2 separate regions of the Gossypium arboreum genome follow, and region 1 is linked to region 2. A link is a contact called in public Hi-C data. All regions are on one chromosome and are shown on one strand. Each heading gives the region's core, a stretch centred on a gene start, on an enhancer-like site or on the middle of the called end of the contact. The rest is flanking DNA. Distances are from core to core; before and after follow the strand shown.

Region 1 (6,266 bases), core at 1,249-3,748, 170 kb before region 2:
GGTTATGATCCAAATCTCATTTGGTTGATGTTGTTGTGAATGTAATGATAGATGAAATTGTTGCATATTAAATTGTATTTGTTAAATAAATAGGGTAAGCTAATTGTTTCTATTGTAGGAGCTTACTATGTATTTATATAAGCTAATTGTTTCTATTGTAGGATCTTACTAAGTATTTATAATACTTAACTATGTTGCTACTTTCTTTGTAGATTTTGGACATCCAAAATGTGTCGATTGGATCAGTGAGAAGCTCACACCTATCATCTCGCGATTCGGTAGACTTTTGAATGTTCAAGCTTGGTTATTTGTGGCATGTACATATGAAGGTTAAATGCTTGTAATGTAAAGCATGTGCTTGTGTTTTGGCATTGTTGAGCTTAGATATGTAAACATCTGCATATGGTAACTTGAGTAAATGTTGAATGGTATTTGCATATGTAAATGGCAAACTTAAATAATGACGTGCATGTGACCTAGCTTATGATATAAAATGGTTAAGTGTTTTGGTATGATTTGTGGATTTATATTGATGGTTATGTTGGTGCCAAATGTGGCATATTGGTTGTGTGTTCAGGAAAGTGTTTTCAACTATATTTTGTCATGGATTATACATGTTCTGGGACAAGTTTGATTGGTTTATGAATGTACTATAATTCATTTGTTTTGGCTAGTTGGCATATTGCATAAAAAAGGTCAATTTGCATTTCACACGGACTAACACACGATCATGTGTCACACACTGGTAGGTGACACGGCTGTGTACTCATTGTAAATTAGGTAAAAATTGTTCTCAGCCAAATATAGGACCCAACCACATAGTCGTGTAACATTTGCTGAATTATTACATTTAGATCCATACGACACCAATGAGTTACACGATCTGAATATATGGCCGTGTAACTCCAACCTTACATGGCTTCAGTTTGTTACACAACTTGGCGACATAGCCGTGTAACTCAAGCACACACGGCCATAGTTTGTCACACAACCGTGTGACCCTTATTTACTGAAATTTCCATACTTTTTTTAAAGTTTACAATGAAGTCCTTACGCGTTCTTGGGTTGGTTGAAGGGCTTTCGTAAGTCCATTTGAGACTTGGTTTAACTATGAATGCTATGAAACATGATTGAATGAAATGTTTACATATTATCTTTAAATTTTAAGCGTATGAATGTTATATGTTCTATTAGTTGTTGTGGCATCCTGTAGCTCAGGTTCAGCAATCGAACCGAGTTAGGAGTGTTACATATTATATGTCATGTCAATAAATAATTTAAAAATTATACAATAATTCAAAATAAAAATAAATTAAAAATATAAAAATATAAAAAAGCATGAAGTACGCACATGGGTTGATATGCAGGCTGTCAGGTTTAAAATTTTAATGGTTTAGTCACTATTGTCATTAAACAACAACAATTTGACTCTTTTTAAGAAGTTGATGGTCAAATTGAACTCTTTGTAAAAAGTGGAGTGCTATATTTAACTTTAAGAAAAGGGGGTAACTTGACAAAAATTGTAAACTTCAAGAATTAGATTTATCATTATGCCTCTAAAAATTAGTCTACATTTTGGTAGCATCGTTTAATGCCCGAACCTAATCTATTCTCTAATGTGATATTACATTACTTTTTTTGTATTTATATATATTACATAAAGATTAAATTTATTATGTTAATGTAAATATTAAAAGTATGTTAAATTAATTATTTTAAAATTTTAATAAAACAGAAAATATGTAAATTCATGAAAGGTTAAAAAATAAAAAAAGCATAATTCTTAATTTTTAGAGAAAAAGATAACATAAATTATTCTAAGCAAGTTTCAGTTACTCGTTAACAAATACTTTTGAATCAAATTAAACTTAATTCTCTCTATGTAAATATAAATTTGATTCGATTCGAAAAGGACACAAGTTAAGGATAAAGAGGGTGTTTGGTAAATAGAGTTTTGGACATTTTTTAGTTGATTTAGGTACAAATGAAGGATTAAGTAGTTAAACCCTTTAATTGTAGTGTTTGGTAAATAGATGATTATAAGAGCTTGTTGAGCTAAAACTTGCAAAATAAAAAACGCTGGAATGGATAACTTTTTTCACAACTGATTGGGTATGCAATATGTAAAATGACATATCTAATTATGCTTGCTCAAAAATTACTCAATTTGCCACATGCTATCAAATCTAATAGGGGTGCCAAAATATTAGTAGTATTCATTCTCTCATTTTCACTTTCACCTCTAAAGTCTCAAGTAAATGTAAAAATATTCACAAATTAATTTCCATAATAGATATTTTAATTCCTTAATAATAATATTTTATTTTAATAATTTCACTTAATAAATACTAAAATATTATAAACAAATAAATATTTAATAATAAAATGTCAGATGCTCTTATTTATAATTTTATACATTAATTTTCAATTATTAATTAAGTTTTATGAAATACTTTTAAATAAACTATTAATAGAATTAAATAATCAAATCAACCACAACAACTAACAAACAGTCAATTGCCAACGGGATGAAAGATTCCGTGTTGGGACAAGGGTGTCATATTTGCTAGAATCCAATGCAAAGTGAGGTCCATGAGCCATGGAACCATACGACAGTCTGGCAGGCCGATGCCTGAACGGAAAGCAAATCGTTTCCTTTTAATTGAATTATTTCCCTCCAAGTTTCCTTTCCTACCCGCGAAACCCAAAATTCATGGCCTCATTTCCCGCCAAAAACCATACCCACTTGAGTTCACCGTAAACTAAAGCACCCACCTAAAGCAAGGCAAAAGACTTAAAACACACACCAAATATCTCTCCATTTCCAGCGCCGCCCCAAAGCCTACGCCATGAAAATCAAATCAGTGAAGCTAAGGGAAGCCCATGAGGTAAGTTCCAATGCTTCTTTCTGCTCCATCTTGTGGGATCTCCAAGCCCACCACTTGGTCACTGCGTCATCATCGCAACCCTCTATCTCTATTCACGATCCGCTTCTTCATTCGAGTCCGCCTCGGGTTCTTCGCCACCACCGAGATGGGGTCACTGCCTTGGCAGTTAGTCCCAATTCTACTTGTCTTGCTTCCGGATCTATTGATCATTCTGTTAAGCTCTATAAATTCCCAGGTAGTCTTTTTTTTTTGTTTAATTTTGTGACGTTCAGCATATTTTTGGTTCTCTCTCTCTCTCTCTCTCTCTCTTATCTGGGTATTTGTTAGAATTACGAAATATTCGATTTGATCTGTAAATTTTCGTTGATAACATGTGAGAAACTTGAAATACTGCAATTTAATGTAACGCTCTTTATTCTTTCCCGTTTCTACTTCTCTTGCTGCAGTTTAATGAAAACATGAAGAGCAAGGTCTAATGGTTCTTTTTTTTAGGTGGGGAATTTGAGACTAATATTACCAGGTTCACGCTGCCTATTCGTGCACTTTCTTTTAATAAGTCAGGGAGTATGCTGGCAGCTGCTGGTGATGATGAGGGCATTAAACTTATTAATACAATTGATGGCTCAATTGCTAGGGTTCTTAAAGGGCATAGAGGGCCTGTCACAGGTTTAGCTTTCGATCCTAATGGTGAATACTTGGCATCAATTGATTCAATTGGGACTGTCATATATTGGGAACTTCAATCCGGAAGAACATTATATACCCTCAATGGTGTAGCTCCTGATACTGGCTCGGATACTTCTGTTTTAAATGTACTTAGCTGGAGTCCTGATGGGGAGACTTTAGCAGTCCCGGGTATGAAAAATGACATAGTGATGTATGATAGAGATACGGCTGAAAAGTTGTTTACTTTGAGAGGCGATCACATGCAGCCAATATGTTTCATGTCGTGGTCACCTAATGGGAGATACATGGCCACTTCTAGCTTGGATAAGCAAGTTTTGATCTGGGATGTCAAGAGGAAGCAGGATATTGATAGGCAGAATTTTGATGAGAGAATATGTTGTATGGCATGGAAGCCAATTGGAAATGCTCTGGCTGTCATTGATGTCATGGGAAAGTATGGAGTGTGGGAATCAGTTGTTCCGTCCTCAATGAAGTCTCCTACTGAAGACATTCCGAATTCTCAGACACGGAACAGTAATGGCCTCCTGTTTTTCGATGAGGAGGATCAGGACCTCAGCATGTCAGGTAGTTTAAGTGATCTTGGTGAGGATAGCCATGGTGAGTCTGAGCCTCCTAGCAGAAAAAGATTGCGGAAGCAGTCTGTAATTGATGATGATCAGCATGAAGATGTTTATGATGAGTTAAACTTGGTTCGGAAAACTGAACCTCAGAGAAAAGTGCCTCGTGTTAACAAGGAAAATTCAGATAAAGACAAAGATGCGTTAAAAGCCATGATGGCATTTAGACCAAAAATGCAGGAGGCTTTTCAGCCTGGTTCAACACCACCGCATCCTGGAAAAAGGCATTTTTTGTGCTACAATATGCTTGGAAGTATAACTACAATCAAACATGATGAATATTCCCATATAGAGGTACTAATGTTGTATGTTTCGTTCAATCCTTTACTTCCTAATGACCATTTTTTTTTCTTTTGTGCAGTAACTGGTTTGAGGATGGGTGATTAGGCATTAATTTTGTTATTTTACTAAAAATCGGGTTTACAAGCATAAAAATAAAAACATGTTTTTTCATCGTTATGGGCTGATATTAAGTGCTTGTCTGACGCACAGATAGATTTTCATGATACTAGCATGGGTCCACGAGTTCCACCAATGACTGATCATTATGGTTTCACAATGGCATCACTAAATGAAAATGGTAGTGTTTTTGCAAATCCACGCAAGGGTGAGAAGAACATGAGTACTCTTATGTATCGACCATTTCGCAGTTGGGCAAATAACAGTGAGGTTAGAGCTGTTGCCTTAAAAAGAAAAACTCATTCCTTACGTCTATGCATTGTTCTGGACATACACATGCTGGTCTTGTAAATGTTAACATTGGTGCATTTGATGTGACATTTCACAAAGTGGTGGTTTTTTTTTTTGGGTACATGTTATTGTGAGCTCAGTGGTACATGCGGTTCGAAGGTGAAGAAGTAAAAGCAGTCGCACTTGGTTCCACTTGGGTAGCTGCAGTTACAAGTCTTAATTTTCTTCGAATCTTCACCAATGGTGGTTTGCAGGTTTATTACTTAATACTGTTTACTTTATTGTTCATGATACAATTGCAGTGTTCAAGATGTTTCACTTTGTTATAGTTCTTGTGAATGGTCATTTCTTGGGAATCATCATTGCATAATTAGTTTTTTATTTGCATGTCAAAGATGGCCAAAATCAAGTAATGTCATCTAGATTTAACAAAAATAAAGGTTGTGTTTAATATTATCCTCAAATGACTCACCAAATACATGAAAATTTATGTAGAACTCGAACGTGTTAAACAGATATCTGTGTTTGATGCTCATGCTTAGTAAGAACAATATAGGTTTTTACCGTTTCACGTTAATATCCAACTATATGCCAATTCCTCGTGGCAAAATTTGTGTTGGTTTGCAATTGCTAGAAACCAGCTAAGAGATGAATATAGGTTAAATGACAGCAGATTGGAGGCAACCTATATCTGCTTCATTGCTTATGCTTGTAACTCATCTTAATAACCAAGGTTTTTGGATTTATGCCTATGCTCATTTCTTTTTCTTTACTGATCTTTTATTGCAGAAACATATTCTTTCACTTAATGGGCCTGTGGTGACTGCAGCAGGGATCAGTAATGAGTTAGCCATTGTCACCCATGTTTCTGATTGTCTTCCTTCTAATGAGCAGGTATGTTAATATTACTATGACTTTTGACTTAATGCATGACTCAATGGTTCACCTAGCTTCAACATATTAATATCCTATGTTACTCGGACTAGGATTTGAGTATCGGTATGTCTCAACACATGTATGTTCAATGTATTTGGATGATCTTTGGAGGGCAATATCCTTGTATACATGTTGGATATGAGTGTTGGACATAGGTACTTAAAGGAAAACTAAGTGGAGCAACATAGGTAATATCCAAGTTGATACGGGAACCTTGATGACCATACATGTGAATCCTTTTAGCTTGTGACTTCATACTATAAGACTCTATCTAAACATGCAGATGCTAGAGTTTACATTATTCAATATTTCAAAAGGAACCCAAGTCTTCAAAGGTCGTCTTCCGTTAACTCCTGGTTCGTATTTAACATGGTTTGGGTTTAGTGAAGAAGGCCAGATAACCTCTTATGATTCTAAGGTATTTCTGAATCCTGTTTTCAAGTTACCA
Region 2 (6,081 bases), core at 1,404-3,903:
TGCATGAATTAGGATTGAATATGTAAATTTTTAAAATTTAGTGTTGGTATCGATATTTAATAGCTTAGTATTGATGTCGTATCGATACATTGTTTAAGATCCATGCTAAATCATGATATTGTTTGTTTTGTAAAACGATGTTATCGATATTTATTTTCTGGTATCGATATTTTTATGAAAATTTATCGATACTCATATAAACATCTATACCATTTTGGCATTCTGTTTGTTTTAAAACTGTTCATATGGTCAGGTATAGATACCAAATGCTAAAATATCGATACTAAAGTTTAGAAATGATAAAAATCCCTTTAAAATGTCTATTTCATGCCTAAAGCACCTAGAACTCGAATGGTACCCTTTGGAAATAATTATTATAGCATTATCAACACTATTTATACCAAAGTTTATCACATTCATATAATATCAATATGCTCTTAATGACACCTTAAAAAACAATCAAACATGCATTCATTCAACCATTCCTCAAACAACAACCAAACATGCATTCATTCAACCATTCAAATAAATTCACATTTAGCTCCCTATCAATCATATAACTCAGGAGCTAAGCATTAGCAAAATCATTCAAAGTAAGCATATGCATACCATTTATCACTCTATAATCATGCACAACCAAAACTATCACCTAGCTTATTATTCCCACAATCATCAAGCCATTATGCAATTAACCAAAACTACTTTAGCAAAACAAAATCAACATGACCATTTTCAAACCTACCATATACATTATTTACATGAACTCCAAAATACCAACTTATATTCCAAACTAAAGCATTATAATCAAAATGATCATAGGTATATGCCAAAACAAAAATGAACACATCACCAACTCTTGAGTCTAGGATTGTCGTTAGATGCTGAATCGTTGATCGAAATGTTAAGTACTTAACCTGTGCACGGAAAAACAAAACCGTACGTTAAGTATAACTCAACGATATTTTTATAATCCAAACAATAATTCATAATGTAAGTACATTTAGATGCATAATTTAAGGATGAATGATAATATGCAATAAGTATGTCTTTTATGCCAAGTCACATAATCTATCTCACATATAACACATCTTATTAGCAATAGGATATAACAATCCCATTACATATGACATTTAATAATTCAACTCATACTAACATTCTATTTCCATTTTCCAACTTAGTTCACAAACATATATTCCATTTCACATTTCATTTTCATTTCTCATCACTTGCCTTTTCAATGTCATATATTTCAATTTTATCATTTATTTCCCTATTAACATGACTTAAACTCGAACAAATACACGAATCCAACCAGCACATCAGTTTAGTATCCAGTGCCTCATCGAATAAATTTGAAGCAAATAGTTGTGCCCAACACTATTAATAAATTGACACCCAGTGTCTCATTAATAAGACTTCAAGTATAAGATTCATGTTTGGTATTGTGAAAGAAAATTGAAATAAAAGAAAAAATAAAAGTAAAATAAATTTACAAATTAAAATTCAAAATTAAATTTGAAGTTCAACATATCAAAATTTTATAACTTGCATTTTGTCAACTTTTAAACTCAAAATAGAATTCGAATTAATTGGAAATTGACTCAAAAATTAAGTTTACCTAGATAAAATTAGATCACAACTTTTTATTTTCAAAGTAAAATCAACTTATACGAAACTCTAGTTTATAAAAATAGAGCCAAATTTGTATAAAGTATATGATTAAGGAAAACCCTAACTTCAAGACTAAATAATGTTATCTTTAGAATATAAGTTGTAGGGGTATTGATTCTTCCCGGCACGCAACCAAACTCTTAAACCTAAAATTGTTAAAGTAGACCAAATTAGTTCATTTTCGGATTTTCCTCAAGTTTTACCTGGATCAATCAAAAGTTAAATAGATTCATAAGTGAGTAATCACACATATCCTAAAATTGATCAGTAAGGACTCTAGCCAAACTAAATTCTATGTCTAGCTCGTTGAAACACATCATAACAAAATAAATCAAACATATTTCACATTTCATGTCTTCCAACACAATTACAGAAGTTCTCCATCACTAGAATTTTGGTGGAGGCAATCATTGCTAGAGCAGAGGTGAGTTGTTATGCTGTCGAGAGGTTACCTTAGCAAACTTAAGGTTGTTTTGTTATAACAATATTTTTTTTTTAGTTTGAAACCTTTCGATATTAAATAAGTATATTGGATCTTGATTAAATCTAAAGTCAAAATGGATTGAAACTCTGAATAGAAGATAAATTTTCATAATATTTTTTCATTGTCCACAAACAAGGGCGAAGCCAGAAAATTTTTTTAGGGGCCGGATAAAATTTTAATTTTTTATAGTTTATATTTTTATAATTTGTAAAATATTAAATTAAATTTTTATAATTTTAGGGAGGTCAAAGAGCAATTTTACTTTTATTAATTTAAAATTTTTAAAAAATTTCAATAATCAAAAATAAAATTTTTTATTTTAGGGGGCCGTGGCCATGCCAGCTCCTGGCTACGCCCCTGTCCACAAAACTCAAATCTATAACCTTACTATAGATATTTTTATTGTATCATAATGTAGTTGTGTTAGTACAAAAAGAAGTTTAAATTATTAAGTGATTGAAGAGTGTCAAAGCATACTGGTGAAAACACGACCTTCCCTCCTTCCTAATCAAATAAAAAGTAGTATATACTTTATGTATTAATTTTTGTTTCATTAATATTTTTCCCCAAAATAAATCCGGGCCATTGAGAGCTGGAAACCCAAACAGGCACAAAAGGCAGATAATAAACCATTCAGAGGTGTCCAAACCAACGGCTGATTCTTTTGCAACGTGTCTCGATACCCATCCTATCATAGGCCCACCAAGATGTGGACCTACATCAAATGACACGTGTCCAAAAGCTGTATTTCAAGTTCCTATGCAAAGCCCACCAGATTCTCTCTCTCTACAGTTCTAAAATTTCTTAATCCCTCTTTCAAATATTTTCATTAAACAAAACTTATTTGAAAATTTTATATTTCATTTTATTTATTTGCATGAACTCTTAATCCACTCGGTCTCAAATCCCCAAACCCCAAAAAGATATTTGAAAAAAGAAACTAGAAAACCTTTGTTTTGTCTTCAAATATTGAAACTTTCCTTCACTTTCCCACTGAAAATTTTTCATCTTTTCCCAGGAAAAATGAGGTGGGAAAAGGTTCAGTTATACCCAAAAGAAGAAGGAGGTGTGGGAGAAGCATGTGCGGGGCCAGGGAAAAGATGGGGACATACATGTAACGCCATTAAAGGAGGCAGATTTCTCTATGTTTTTGGTGGTTATGGCAAAGATAATTGCCAAACCAATCAAGTTCATGTCTTTGACACTGGTGGGTCTTCTAAAATCTGGGTTTCTTTTCTCTTTTCTCATTTTTAATTATTTTTCTCACTTGTTTCATCTCCAAATGAACTTTTGAGGTTTTACATTTTGACTTTTATTTGGTATTTTGAGATATAATTTGGATTTTGAATGTGTTTTATGTGTTTTGCTAATTGATTCTTTTAGTGGGTATGTTATTGAAGCTCATTTCTTAGGGTTTTTATGGGTTTATTGTGGTACAATTTTTTATAAGCATTTATGCTTCTGATATGTGCTTGGTTTAGCATTTATTGCCGGTATTAATGATTATAGGCATGTGCTACTCAAAAAGTTGTTAGGTGGATTTTTACATAGGCACATTTGTTGGGTTTCTGGTTCAGCATAAACTTTTTCTTGCTTCCCTTTTTGTTTGGTTTAAAAAAAATTTGATTAGTTGTTGTTATCGTGTTTTTGTGGAACAGTTTGCCCCACATAACATGTCATTTCTTGATTTTTCATAATAGTTAATTCAGTTGCCTGTATCTATATTTTGGTACGTGGGTTTTTTTTCATAACATTTATAATCCTGGGAGTTTGTTTGGAGGCTCTTTAATGGCTCTTATATTTATGATATTGCGATTTTGCAGCTAGTCTGACATGGAGCCTACTAGCAACAAAAGGCACACCTCCAATTCCAAGGGATAGTCATAGTTGTACTACTGTTGGTGACAATCTATTTGTCTTTGGTGGTACTGATGGGATGAATCCTCTCAAGGATCTGCATATATTAGACACTGGTGAGTTATTCCTCACATTCGATTTCCTTTTGTTCACCTCTTATTACCCATTATCCGCATTTGCCTTGATTTTCCTTTCAAATTCCATGAAAGATATCATTTTGCTTAAGTGGAATGGTTGGGTGATACTACTTTAGAACCAGTGACAGAATCAACATATTTTTCCCTTTTAAGTTTGTTATAGGAATTAATGTTCTTTGGAGATAGTCACAAAACTCGTTGAGATTGTCTTCATGTAATTTTGTTATAGGAAGTAATGTTCTTTGGAGATAATTACAAAACTTGTTGAGATGGTCTTCATGTAATTTTTTGACACTCATAACTCTGAGGGAACTGTATTCTCAGTCATGTACTCTGAAGCTCTTTATTTCTATCCTACAGGGTTTATAAAGAACCAATTTTATGAATTAATGATTATTTTATTATATATTTAAAAATGAAGCCCTATATATATTCGGAGTGTTAGAGAGAAATAGGGAGGCACTTAAGGGCAATTACTAGATGGCTGTTGAAGCGATTCCAGGACGTTAAAATTCCCTTTCTTTTTGTTACTTTAATTATTAAATTATCACAATCCTTTGCCTTTCAGTCATTTCATGGAAATAAAATTAAGTGGTTTGCTGTTATTTTGCCCAAGGCGTCCTTGAAAACCATCAGAGGGCTTCTTATCAATAGTGAAATACATTAACTCGTTACATGCTTTTCTTGCAGCAACATGCACATGGATTTGTCCAAGTGTAAGAGGTGAAGGGCCAGAGGCACGTGAGGGTCATAGCGCAGCTCTTGTTGGTAAACGACTCTTCATATTTGGTGGCTGCGGAAAGTCTTCTAATAACAATGATGAAATTTATTACAATGACCTCTATATTTTAAATACAGGTAAATATCTTGACAATGCTTTATTCTTAACTTCTTATTGCATTGGCTGATTTCAGTTTGATTAATGTGATCTCCATTTATGCAACATAGAGGGGTAAAATTACAAATTCATGCATTTGCCAGAACTCCTTGTTGCACTTGAAAAATTGGAATTGAGTTTTGTTTGGTATCTTTTTTGCTTTGAAAATGTCTTGAAAAGCTTAGGCTGAAGGAACAAGTTTCTTTATTATTATTATTATTCTTTCTTTCTGGGGTTTTATATGAATTCTTATTTTCCCCTCATCTTTTTGCTTGTAGAGACCTTTGTCTGGAAACGTGCTGCAACATTGGGGAACCCACCATCTGCTCGTGATAGCCATACTTGCTCATCTTGGAAGAATAAAATTATTGTAATCGGTGGTGAAGATGGGCACGATTACTATTTGTCTGATGTCCATATCCTGGATGCAGGTTTGATTTTTCTTCTTTCTCATGAGTCCATGCATTTAACTGTTCTTCTATGCTTTCATACACGCCCTTGGTTGTTACCTTGTTATATTCAACTTACTGTACATTTTACATGTTTTCATTGCTTGAAAATACATGAATCTTGGATTTTTATGTCTGCTTAATTTTTTTCTTGGAATTTTTCTTATTTTTGCCAGACACTCTTGCATGGAAAGAGTTGAATACCTCAGGCCAGATGTTGACACCTCGTGCTGGCCACTCTACTGTTGCTTTTGGCAAGAACTTGTTTGTTTTTGGGGGATTTACAGACGCTCAGAATCTTTATGACGATCTCTACATGCTTGATGTTGGTACGTCTTAATTGTTAATTGTGTTATCTTCAATCAAATTTTCTATTTCTTGAAATCATCTAGTGAGTCTATTTTAGAAATCTAAGGTTGAAGGTTGTAGGAAATTGCAATATTTTAGTTATTTATTTGTTTATATTTCTTTCCTTTGTGGTCCAAAAGGGTTGCTTTGTGATGAAATAATGTGCAAGTGTGGTTAGTTGTTCATAATTTATGTTTCTAATGGTGCAGATACTGGCATTTGGACCAAGGTGATAACTATGGGTGATGGCCCTTCTGC

What was found. Hi-C and Micro-C count contacts between places; a contact is called where the count stands out from the background.
Region 1: a Hi-C map of leaf shows a contact between it and region 2, with 2.1 times the contacts expected there. The contact joins the promoter of LOC108470434 here to the promoter of LOC108474187 in region 2. A contact is called at or near these places in 2 of 5 Hi-C or Micro-C datasets (both in leaf).

Annotation. Positions count from the first base shown.
Region 1 is chr1:20,178,318-20,184,583 of ASM2569848v2, reverse strand. It overlaps LOC108470434 (protein ENHANCER OF LHP1 1), which reads left to right and starts at 2,498. Exons shown (of 12, transcript XM_017771742.2): 1 at 2,498-3,123; 2 at 3,381-4,486; 3 at 4,685-4,861; 4 at 5,023-5,136; 5 at 5,672-5,776; 6 at 6,102-6,236. The coding sequence starts at 2,850.
Region 2 is chr1:20,006,624-20,012,704 of ASM2569848v2, reverse strand. It overlaps LOC108474187, which reads left to right and starts at 2,653. Exons shown (of 11, transcript XM_017776114.2): 1 at 2,653-3,362; 2 at 3,979-4,128; 3 at 4,840-5,007; 4 at 5,305-5,457; 5 at 5,652-5,804; 6 at 6,033-6,081. The coding sequence starts at 3,179.